3 separate regions of the Sus scrofa genome follow, and regions 1 and 3 are each linked to region 2. Evidence: chromatin contacts called from public Hi-C and HiChIP or PLAC-seq data. All regions are on one chromosome and are shown on one strand. Each heading gives the region's core, a stretch centred on a gene start, on an enhancer-like site or on the middle of the called end of the contact. The rest is flanking DNA. Distances are from core to core; before and after follow the strand shown. Region 1 overlaps IGF1R (insulin like growth factor 1 receptor). Region 2 has its middle 29 kb from the start of SYNM. Region 3 overlaps IGF1R (insulin like growth factor 1 receptor).

What was found. A called contact is a pair of places that touch in the nucleus more often than the background predicts. HiChIP or PLAC-seq counts read pairs in DNA pulled down with a chosen protein or histone mark.
Region 1: a Hi-C map of embryonic fibroblasts shows a contact between it and region 2, with 2.3 times the contacts expected there. The contact joins two enhancer-like sites. A contact is called at or near these places in 7 of 47 Hi-C or Micro-C datasets (alveolar macrophages, embryonic fibroblasts, fetal heart ventricle and 4 more).
Region 3: an H3K27ac HiChIP or PLAC-seq map of skeletal muscle shows a contact between it and region 2, with 13 times the contacts expected there. The contact joins two enhancer-like sites. A contact is called at or near these places in 1 of 5 promoter capture datasets (liver), 21 of 47 Hi-C or Micro-C datasets (alveolar macrophages, blood, brain and 13 more) and 1 of 2 datasets of contacts at active chromatin or transcription factors (skeletal muscle).

The regions. Positions count from the first base shown.
Region 1 is chr1:137,446,715-137,449,566 of Sscrofa11.1, reverse strand. IGF1R (insulin like growth factor 1 receptor) reads left to right here. Exons shown (of 21, transcript NM_214172.1): 4 at 1,279-1,427. Among named protein-coding and RNA genes, the nearest start is that of PGPEP1L, 140 kb to the right of the region's middle. Within about 2 kb of position 1,501, at least 6 of the 83 cell types and tissues checked have an H3K27ac peak or open chromatin away from gene starts, as enhancers often do. A contact at or near this core is called in embryonic fibroblasts, where this site is marked.
Region 2 is chr1:137,825,037-137,828,190 of Sscrofa11.1, reverse strand. No RefSeq gene overlaps it. Among named protein-coding and RNA genes, the nearest start is that of SYNM, 29 kb to the left of the region's middle. Within about 2 kb of position 1,505, at least 59 of the 83 cell types and tissues checked have an H3K27ac peak or open chromatin away from gene starts, as enhancers often do. A contact at or near this core is called in embryonic fibroblasts, fetal skeletal muscle, liver and 6 more, where this site is marked.
Region 3 is chr1:137,489,515-137,492,586 of Sscrofa11.1, reverse strand. All of the region lies in intron 2 of IGF1R (insulin like growth factor 1 receptor), which reads left to right. Among named protein-coding and RNA genes, the nearest start is that of PGPEP1L, 180 kb to the right of the region's middle. Within about 2 kb of position 1,491, at least 71 of the 83 cell types and tissues checked have an H3K27ac peak or open chromatin away from gene starts, as enhancers often do. A contact at or near this core is called in embryonic fibroblasts, fetal skeletal muscle, liver and 6 more, where this site is marked.

The sequences.
Region 1 (2,852 bases), core at 252-2,751, 380 kb after region 2:
GCTGTTATCTGGCATGTAGCTAAATTAGGAGCAATAAAAGAACAACACAAAGTCATGAACGGAAGCTGCCCCCCTTTACTAAAAATGAGAATGTTGATTGTGATGTTCAAGAAAGGAGAAATCTCCATGGCTGTGTTTGGTCCAGTTCCTTTGGAAGCCTTGCCTCCTGTTTTCCCAGCATGGAATAGGAAAATGGCAAGGAAATTTTATTCATCTATAAGCTTTTAAACAAAACCCTCATCTTTGCCTTAGATTTGCAATAAAGTTTGGCTGGAGGGTGGTCTTGAATGCAAAGGGCTATGACCTACTCTGTTTTCTTGAATGTACTGTACTTGTCTTCATGAAGTTTGAAAGATCATTCAAGAATAATCATGTAAATGTAGTGGCTTTCCAGTTCACCATCCTCTTGCACACCAATCCTATAATGTTGTATCATTTATTTGTTTGGAAATCTTCTCAACTTTCTGATTGTCTGTGGTGTGCTGTTTTGGCATTAGCATTCTGTCTACTATTCCCTAAATAAGGCTAGGTAAGCAGGAAAAGTGCCAATCTCACTCACTAGTCCCCAACTCTTGGTAGTTTGTGGCATGCTCTGGATTGCATTTGAAATAGCTCATTACAAAGTAATGGAACTTCCTTGTTTTTATTGTGTATGCAGCGAAAACAACATTTGGATCAATTTACAAGTTTTTGCCAAACACTGTCAAGAAATTATTTCACTTGTGCTTTAGTAAGAAAATAAGGGATCTGCGCTCTACCACATGCCTTTCAGAATCCCTCACTGGGCTTTTTGCTGGGCCACTGGCTGCAGGAGTTAGATTCCTGTTAGTGGCAGAAATGCTGCTGTCCCTTTGCTGACCCTGTCCACTCTCCCAGAAGCATCAGCAGGGGCCACAGCATCACAGAACAGTTCTGTTCTTCCTAGGAGGCCCTCAGTGCTTCCTTTCTGTAAGGCAGTTTCTCCCTCTTGGGACTGGCTGGCTCACCAGTCACAGCCTATGATACATGCATGCCTCGAGGATGTATCATGTGTTTTGTCTGGAAGCAGGCAGCACACTTTTCCTTTGTAGGCAGTTCCCCTTTTAGTTGCAATTTGAGTGGCTTATCCTGGGAAGGCTTGGGGATGAGATACAGTGCAGCCACTTGAATGCTTCCAATGGTTGCTTTTTGTGATGTGTGCTGTAAAAAACACCTAGAATAAAGGCATAGCTTTATGATTTCTTTGTTATTACAAGATGGACTCAGCTCTCTGTGTTTTTGGTTGGTTATGTTCAACAGCATGTACTGTATCCCTTGCGAAGGCCCTTGCCCCAAAGTCTGTGAGGAAGAGAAGAAGACAAAGACCATTGATTCTGTCACTTCTGCTCAGATGCTCCAAGGATGCACCATCTTCAAGGGCAACCTGCTCATTAACATCCGACGCGGCAGTAAGTATTCCATCTCGCTGGAAGAGATGGCCAGATCTCCTGGTTTTCTTTTGCTGATGCTTATTCCAACTCATCCATGACTCACAACTTAAATATGGGTTTAGGAAAACAACATGGTGCGTAAGCCTCATGCTCAATGCTCCTCCTTTGAATTTCCCTCAAAGATTTAAAAAAAAACTAAAAAACAAAAACAGGGAGTTCCCATTGTGGCTCAATGGTAATGAACCCAACTAATATCCATGAGGATGCAGGTTCAATCCCTGGCCTCACTCAGTGAGTTACAGATCTGTTGTTGATGTAGCTGTGGTGTAGGCTGGCAGCTGCAGCTCTGATTCAAACCCCAGCCTATGCTATACCTGCAGTCCTAAAAAGCGAAAAAAAAAAAGAAAGAAAGAAAAAAGAAAGAGACTGGTTTTTAGCCATCGACACAGCATTTATTTCTGCAGAAGGTCGTCCTTCATCTTTAAGTTTCATCTTACTCAGGAAATGCATGTCCCAGCACACATAAACCCCAGAAGAGATGGATGGATCAGAGGTGTGACTCAGCAGTCTCCAGCCGGAGCCAAGTCCACAGAGCTTTAAATCCAAAGAGTGTGGGTTACTTGGATGTGTTGAAGAGACCGACCAAGGGGAGAGTTTAATGACGTCACTTTCAAATTTTATTAAGTCTGAAAGTGGTCACTCTCTACTCTAAGTTACTTCTGAGAACCAAAAAGATACAAGATACATATGTCATCAAAGCTTCAGTCTCACAGTCTGTAGGATTGCCATTGTTTGCACCAGATAGCATTCTTAGAAATTATATATTCATGTGAAGCATTTCCTGTTGTCTTATTTAGTGATATTTTCATTCTGATCCGTAATCGACAAGGGCTTCTAGTAACAGTGCCTTAAATTTTCCTCTACTTGGTGGAGGTACTGATACGTTCATAAGCTAGGAGAAATATAGTAAGAAGACCTTGAGGTTGAAAGGAATTTTTTTCTAAATCCTTTTGTGAAGAAATTTTTCTTGTACTGTTTTTGAGGCAAAAATATCTTATTTTTTCAGGACATTTACTTTTCCCTAATACTATCTGTACAATGAATGAGCTCTATTCTTATGGTTTAAAGATGGCAGAAATAAGTTTTTTGCTTAGTTCTTCTGAATTTTTTGTTATCTCTTGACTTTCACAATACCTTTCACCTCTCCACAACAGGGATAACTTTGTTTCCACATGACTAGAATTTTCTTACCTTTATGGTATTCTGAAGGTTTATTCTTTTTGCTCTAACTAGATTTCTTAACTTGTAAAAAAAATTTCCTTATTCCCTAGGATATACCCTTTAAATGCCTAATCCTTCCTTTTTTTTTTTTTTTTCATCTTTCCATCCTCAAGATAAAAATTTAGTCCATGAATTAAATCTGTGGAGTAGGATAGTTTGAGA
Region 2 (3,154 bases), core at 256-2,755:
ACTCCATCATTATGAGTTCATACCAATCTACTGATAAATATTCAAACCCGCAATGGGTAAAGTGCTACAGGGAGTTCACTCTGTGGTGCAGTGGGTTAAGAATCCGACTGCAGTGGCTCAGGTGGCTGTGGAGGTGCAGGTTCCATTCCCGGCCATTGAAGTAGGTTAAAGGATCTGGCATTGCTGCAGCTGTGACATAGGTTGCAGCTGTGGCTTAGATTCAGTCTCTGGCCTGGGAATTTCTATATGCTGCAGGTATGACCATAGGGGGAAAAAAGTGCTGTGGCAGATGCTAAGGGATGTACCGGCAAAGCTGAATAATCTACACCTCCGTTCTGGAATTTACAGTTTAGCTGGTAACATAGGTATGTGCTCACGTAGCTGAATATCTGTCTGGACACAAGTTCTCACACGTAAGGAGTGTGGGAAGCTCTAATTTCCAATGTTACAGATCAGGAAAGGCTTTCGGAGATATAGTGGGATGTGAGCCCAGCCTTGACAGTGATCTCAAGTGTGTGTGTACATATCAAGAAATGTTATTTCCTTTATCCATTTATTTTTAAAAAAATGAAATAGCTTTTTTTCTGTTTAAAGACACATTAAAACATGTTGTTGATTCATTAGCATTGAATGCATGGCAACAGAACTGAAACTCATGCCTGAATGACGTTTATCTAACACATATTTTCTCCAGAAGGCACACCATAAAATAGCTCTTTTATTGGAAAATAACCCACATTCATTTCCCGAAAGGGCTCAACAACATTCGGAAAACATACCTGTGAAGTGAGCCACCTGTAACCCCACCACCCACAGGTGACCACAGTTAGCACTGCCACAAGCGCCCTTCTGCACAGCTGTGCGATCCTGTTATACACGCCGTTGTGTAACCAGCTGTTTTCACTCAATAATATGTCATGGACATTTTTCCATGCCAATTATTCCCAATCTACATCACTATTTAAGTGGCTGGAGAGTATTCCATTATACGGATGTACTCTAAATTAATCAAATCCCCATTGATAAACATTTAGTGTTGCGGTCAAGGGCACAGACTCAGGAGCTCCACAGTCCAAGCATAAATCCTGCCTCTACCACTCCCCAGCTGGGTGATTTTGAGTGAAAACCTAACTTTTGATTGCGGGTTCCTCCTCCATAAAACAAGGGTATTAAGAATACCTACTGCAGCAGAATGTTGTAAGTAGATATTTATAAAACATTTATAACAGTTTCCAGCACATAGTAAATGTTCAGTTAAGGCCAACTGTTGTTGGCAACATTACCAGGGCTGTGACCATCAGCGGAATTCATATTCTCTTTACTTACTTAGAATAAAACTTAGAAATGGGAGGAAGTAGTTAAATGGTAAACATTTAAAATCCTGGTAAAAATCATCCAATTTCCCTCCAGAAATATCCCCACCGTCATGGAGGACCTGGGGTTGGTAGGAGGCTCTGAATGTGTACAGCCACTGCTCCTGGCCCAGAGCACTGTCACCCTCCAAGTCACGGCGAACCAGCCAGTGAGGTCTCCCGCCTCGCCCAACCTTCTGGGTGGCATTCTGGAACGCCGGGCAGGAGGAAAATCAACAGCAAGTCAGGTCAGACTCTCTCCCTTTGATTTCTAGAAGGAAAACTAGAGTTGAGGCCATATTCAAAAATATAGGTCAAATCTTGGTTTCTGTGGTTACCAAACACTGTCAACCACCAGTGACTCCCTCCCTCGGGGGCGATGCCAGGGTTCCGAGGCCTGGCCGCGGGGCCTGGCTCCCCTCCGTCTGCGCCCCCCGCCCCGCCAGGGCCCAGAGACCCGCCCTTCTGCGGCCCCACAGCCCTGAGGGTCTGCGGGGAGTGCGGCAAGGGGGCGGGGCCCGCGGGCACCCTGCCCTCCACTCCTTGGGGTGGGGGCAGCGGCTTGGCAGTGCTACCGATGGGGTTCGGGGTCCCCGGGACGGCTGCCCTGCCCAGTCGCCCGCCCGGCTCTCCACGCCTGCGGAGGCAGGGAGCGCCCCGCCTGGGCACGGGCCGTGCCCGCCCGGAGGAGGGAGGAGGCCGGCCGCCACAGGAACAATGTGGTCGGTTGTTTTGCGGACTGTCAGCCTCGTTCCTGCATTCTCCAATCCACGCCCCTTGGCCTAACCGCCACAGGCCCAGCACGCTGAGGGAAGAGCCCCCTTATTTGGTCTTGGAAAGAAAGGGGAAAGGTTATCCTCAGATGCCTGCGGCGTTGGGTCATCGGCCGGCAGTTTTTGGCCCGCTCCCGGGAGCAGGGCCGACTCCCGCCGGTAGGTGGCGGTGCCAGGCAGCACCTCGCCGAGACGCCCGAAGTGGTAAACAAACCCGCAGGTTCCGGTACCTTGGCCTCGGGGTCTTCTTTTGTGTGCGCGCTGGGAGAGACTTGGCCCGGGGAGGCGGGGGAGGAAGGAGGAAGAGAGGGAGAAGAAGAAGAAAACAAAGCCTTTTTTAATGCTGCAGTCCGGCTTTCGAAATCGGAAAATCGGCTTCAGTTTGAGGGTGTGACTGCCGTTGTGGATTTCATGTGAACCCTCGGCGGGTGCACGATGGGATGCGGGCTTCAGGTTCACGGTCAGCTGGGAGGTCGCGATGCAAATTCCTTTAAGGACTTTAATAAGGTACTAGGTGAGGATTAGTACGAGCTTGGATGCTCATTTCTTTCCTACCCCGGCCCCTCCCACACTCTCTCCTCCTGCCTGCCATTGCCAGCCTCTCAGGTGAGCTGGGGAGGTGAAGTGAGCCACCTGCCTTCTCCCGGCGGGAGCAGGACGCTAGCGGAGGTTCCCAAGCACTAAGCACGTGCAGACCAGCACTTGCTCACCTTCGTTGCTGACCCTCAAGCCAGGAGTCATCCTCGCCTGTTACTCGGAGTTCCGAGAGAATAAGGTCACACGGACAGCAAGGGGCAAAGCTGAGATTCGAACCCCTGTTCTTCACACTTCAAAGCCAAGGCTTGTCCTACAATGAAGGGTACCTCACCTCTCTAGTGCCTCCTCCACATAAAGCTCTTGTAACGTATATTATTGTCCAAAGTTCTTTAAAAAGAACCAAAACATTAACGGGATTTGAATTTTTTCAGCAAAACAAAGCACAAGCCACTACCTTGTGGAGGTGACTCTGGTTGGGTGAACCTGCTTCCC
Region 3 (3,072 bases), core at 242-2,741, 340 kb after region 2:
ATGCGGCATCGAATGTGTCTCGCCATCAGGGACACTTACCTAAGTGTGCTTTCTGAGGAGTTCTGCAGGGTCAGGGAAGCGGTGGAGAACAGTGGCCTCTCCTGGGCAGGCAGGGGATAGCACAGAAAGCAGAAAGAACAGTTAAGAGTGAAGGGTGTGTGTGGCCAGTGCAGGACCAGAACTGAAGGAAGGAAGTTGCATGCCTGGGGGCTGGAGCCATGCTGGAAGAGCTAAGGGGTACTAACTCCATACCACAGGCTGTGGAGGCTTTTTACAGAAAGGGGAGACTCGAGGGTTGAAGGATGCAGTTCCCTGGGACTGCTAGGTAGGGAGGCGCTATTAGAACAGGCAGACAACTGGACACTGGGGCCTGGAGGTGATGAAGACGACCCCCAGGTGGTCAGTTTACCCTAAGTTGTGTCCTGCAAGAGTCATTTTGTATCAGTATGGCTGTCTGGCCACGGTGGCAACATAGCTCACCATTAGAGTGTTGAGTCGGTGGGCAAACAAATGGAGTGGAGATCCCTCTTGGATCTGTCCTCCTGGTTCCCTTCTCCACTAGTACAGGAAGGAGCCTCTCTGTCCTCTCTCTCAGTTAGGTGGTTTGTGTGTGTCTCTCAAGTGCCCACGCCCCTCCTGGAGGCAGCCCCAGGAGCTGCCCAGCTTGGGGGAGCAGCGCCTCCCTGGCAGCTGCAGATTTTTCTCGCTAAGGTCCTTTGAGACTTTATGGTGAGGCCAGAATGAGGAGTGGATTGTGATTCAAGTCAAACCAGATGGGGAGTTACCGTTACCACGAGATACATTATCCTGGGCAAAATACTCCCTCTATGGAAAATGCATGTTCACTGCTTATTTCTTGTCAAGTGAGCTTAATATCATCTCAGTTTTTATACACACACACACACTCTTCCAAACAGCTCTGAGTGAGATCACAGCTCCAGGAACTTGAGATCAGAAGGTCTAACAGGGCATCTGATATACCTCTGTGCCATGGAGGGCACATTGTGTAAGGAAACAATTTTTAGTACTGGGGTTTAAAAGCACTTCTGAAAAGACAGAACTAGAAAATTTAGAGGAAGGGAAGGTCAACCAAAATGGCTCTTGCTCCGGTTTGAGAGTTGTTAAACCCTAAGAAGGAGAATAAATAGCAGAAACAAACCATTTTGGTTTTGCACAGAACAAAAATGATGTGAAGCTGCAAGTCAGCAGTTCTAGCCCAGCAGCTCTAAAGGAACACCCATTCGTGTTTGCTTTTCTGGGGTATCCTTGGTCGTCTCCCCACTGTGGGTTCCTTTTGTCTTGGTGCAGCCCCAGTTCAGAGCGAGGACGGGCAGCAGGCATCCCAAGCCCTCCCCGCCTCGCCTTGCCTCGCCTCGCCTCGGTGGACCAAGGTTGTTTACTACTTTCTACTCGGAGTAGCACGCCAATCACGACGGCCCGCCCTCCTCCCTGTCCAATCGGCTCGTTGGGAAAGTCCACCTTTCCGCGGGGGCTGGGCAGCGACTGGCTGGGGCAGCTGTCAGTCAAGCGGGCATCCCGCAAGGATGCAGCAGGAGTATTAGGGACTCGATCACCAGAGCTGAGGAGGAGTAACCTTCCCTATAAACAAGATGCCCCCCCCAATAAAGCAGGGCGGGGGTGGTGGTGGCGGGGGGGTGCACCGCAGCACAACCTAGCCCTGGGGCCCCACTGGAGCCGAGCGGGCTGAGCGCAGAGTCGGGGAATCCCTCCCTCCCTCCTCGCTCAGCCTCCCGCCCACCGCTGCAGTTGTAAACACGTTTCCCTCCATGTCTGTTTTCCCTTCTTTCTACCAGTGGCCATTACAGGCTGCTGTTTACCAAAATCTCGTCGGGCACATACCCTCCTCCTGGTCCCGTCCTCCATTGCCCGCGTCTCCCTGCCTTTATTCTGGCCTTTTTCTTTTCCTTCCCGCGGTCTTCAGACTAAAGGAGGCTAAGTTGCAACCAGGCTTGTTTTCCTTTTATTCCTGTCCATGTGGGACAAGTCACGCCTTGTCAACATGCACCATTTTCTGCGGAGATCATGCTTCCTTTTTAAATTGCGTGCATGGACTAGATTGATTTTGGTTAGGAACACTGCAGCTGAAACAGCTCTGGAAGGACTGGGTGGATTTTTTTGTTGTTACTGTTTCGGGACGCGGCAAATGCTGTTTTAATTCCGTGCTTCTTTCCAAGGTGGGTCTTGACTCCTTCACCCACTCCTAGATTTGAGATGTGTGCCCCCCGCCCCAAGACAGCATTGTGCTGAACTAAATGTTTTTGTACCTTATTCTGTGATGTGAATCAGGTTTCCCATTTCCAGCTGCACAATGTGGTTGTATTCAGTGTGATAGGGGCGTAGTGGACAGGAATTATTTGCGACAGGGCTGCCTGGAAGATGCGGAGTGGAGTTTGCGTGGCCTGGAGCAGCTCCAGTGTCTGAGGCTTCTCTGTTCCGTTACAGAGGCTCCAAGCAGGAAGCGTAGGCAAAATGGCAAAATACAGTATGTGGCATTCGGTTCAAAAATGCCTCCTTTTTAGGAGCTGGTGTTACACAGGACATCCAGTCCTCTTTAGCTTTTCTGCTCAGAAGAAAGAGAAAGTTTTCCATAAGATGGCTTGTTTGGGATATTTTGTGAGAGGCCCTATCACCAAAAAAAAGGAAAAAAAAATGATGATTTTGAGTTTCTGACTTGCTGAGTGGAGGTTAGGCCTCCTTCAGATGCCGAGTCACAGTCACGGAGCAAAAAGGCCTCTGCTTCTTGGTTTATAGGAATCGCAGAAACATACGTGGAGCTGCAGCCTGTGGGGGCAAGATGGAGCCTTCTGCCCATCTCAACCCTACAGCCTGTGTACTTTCTCAGCAGTGGGGCATTTGAGTTGCTTGTAGGGAATGTAAAGGGGGAAAGGTACATTGCAAATAAAATGTAAACAATATCTGTGGTTGTCCTGATTTCCAAGAGCCACTTCCAGGACCACTTAAGCCCAGGAAACAGGTCCTATTTCAAGTTATCCACCACATCTGATTTAGATTTCTCCCTCCTCCCACCCCCTCTCTTCTAGCTGTCCATTT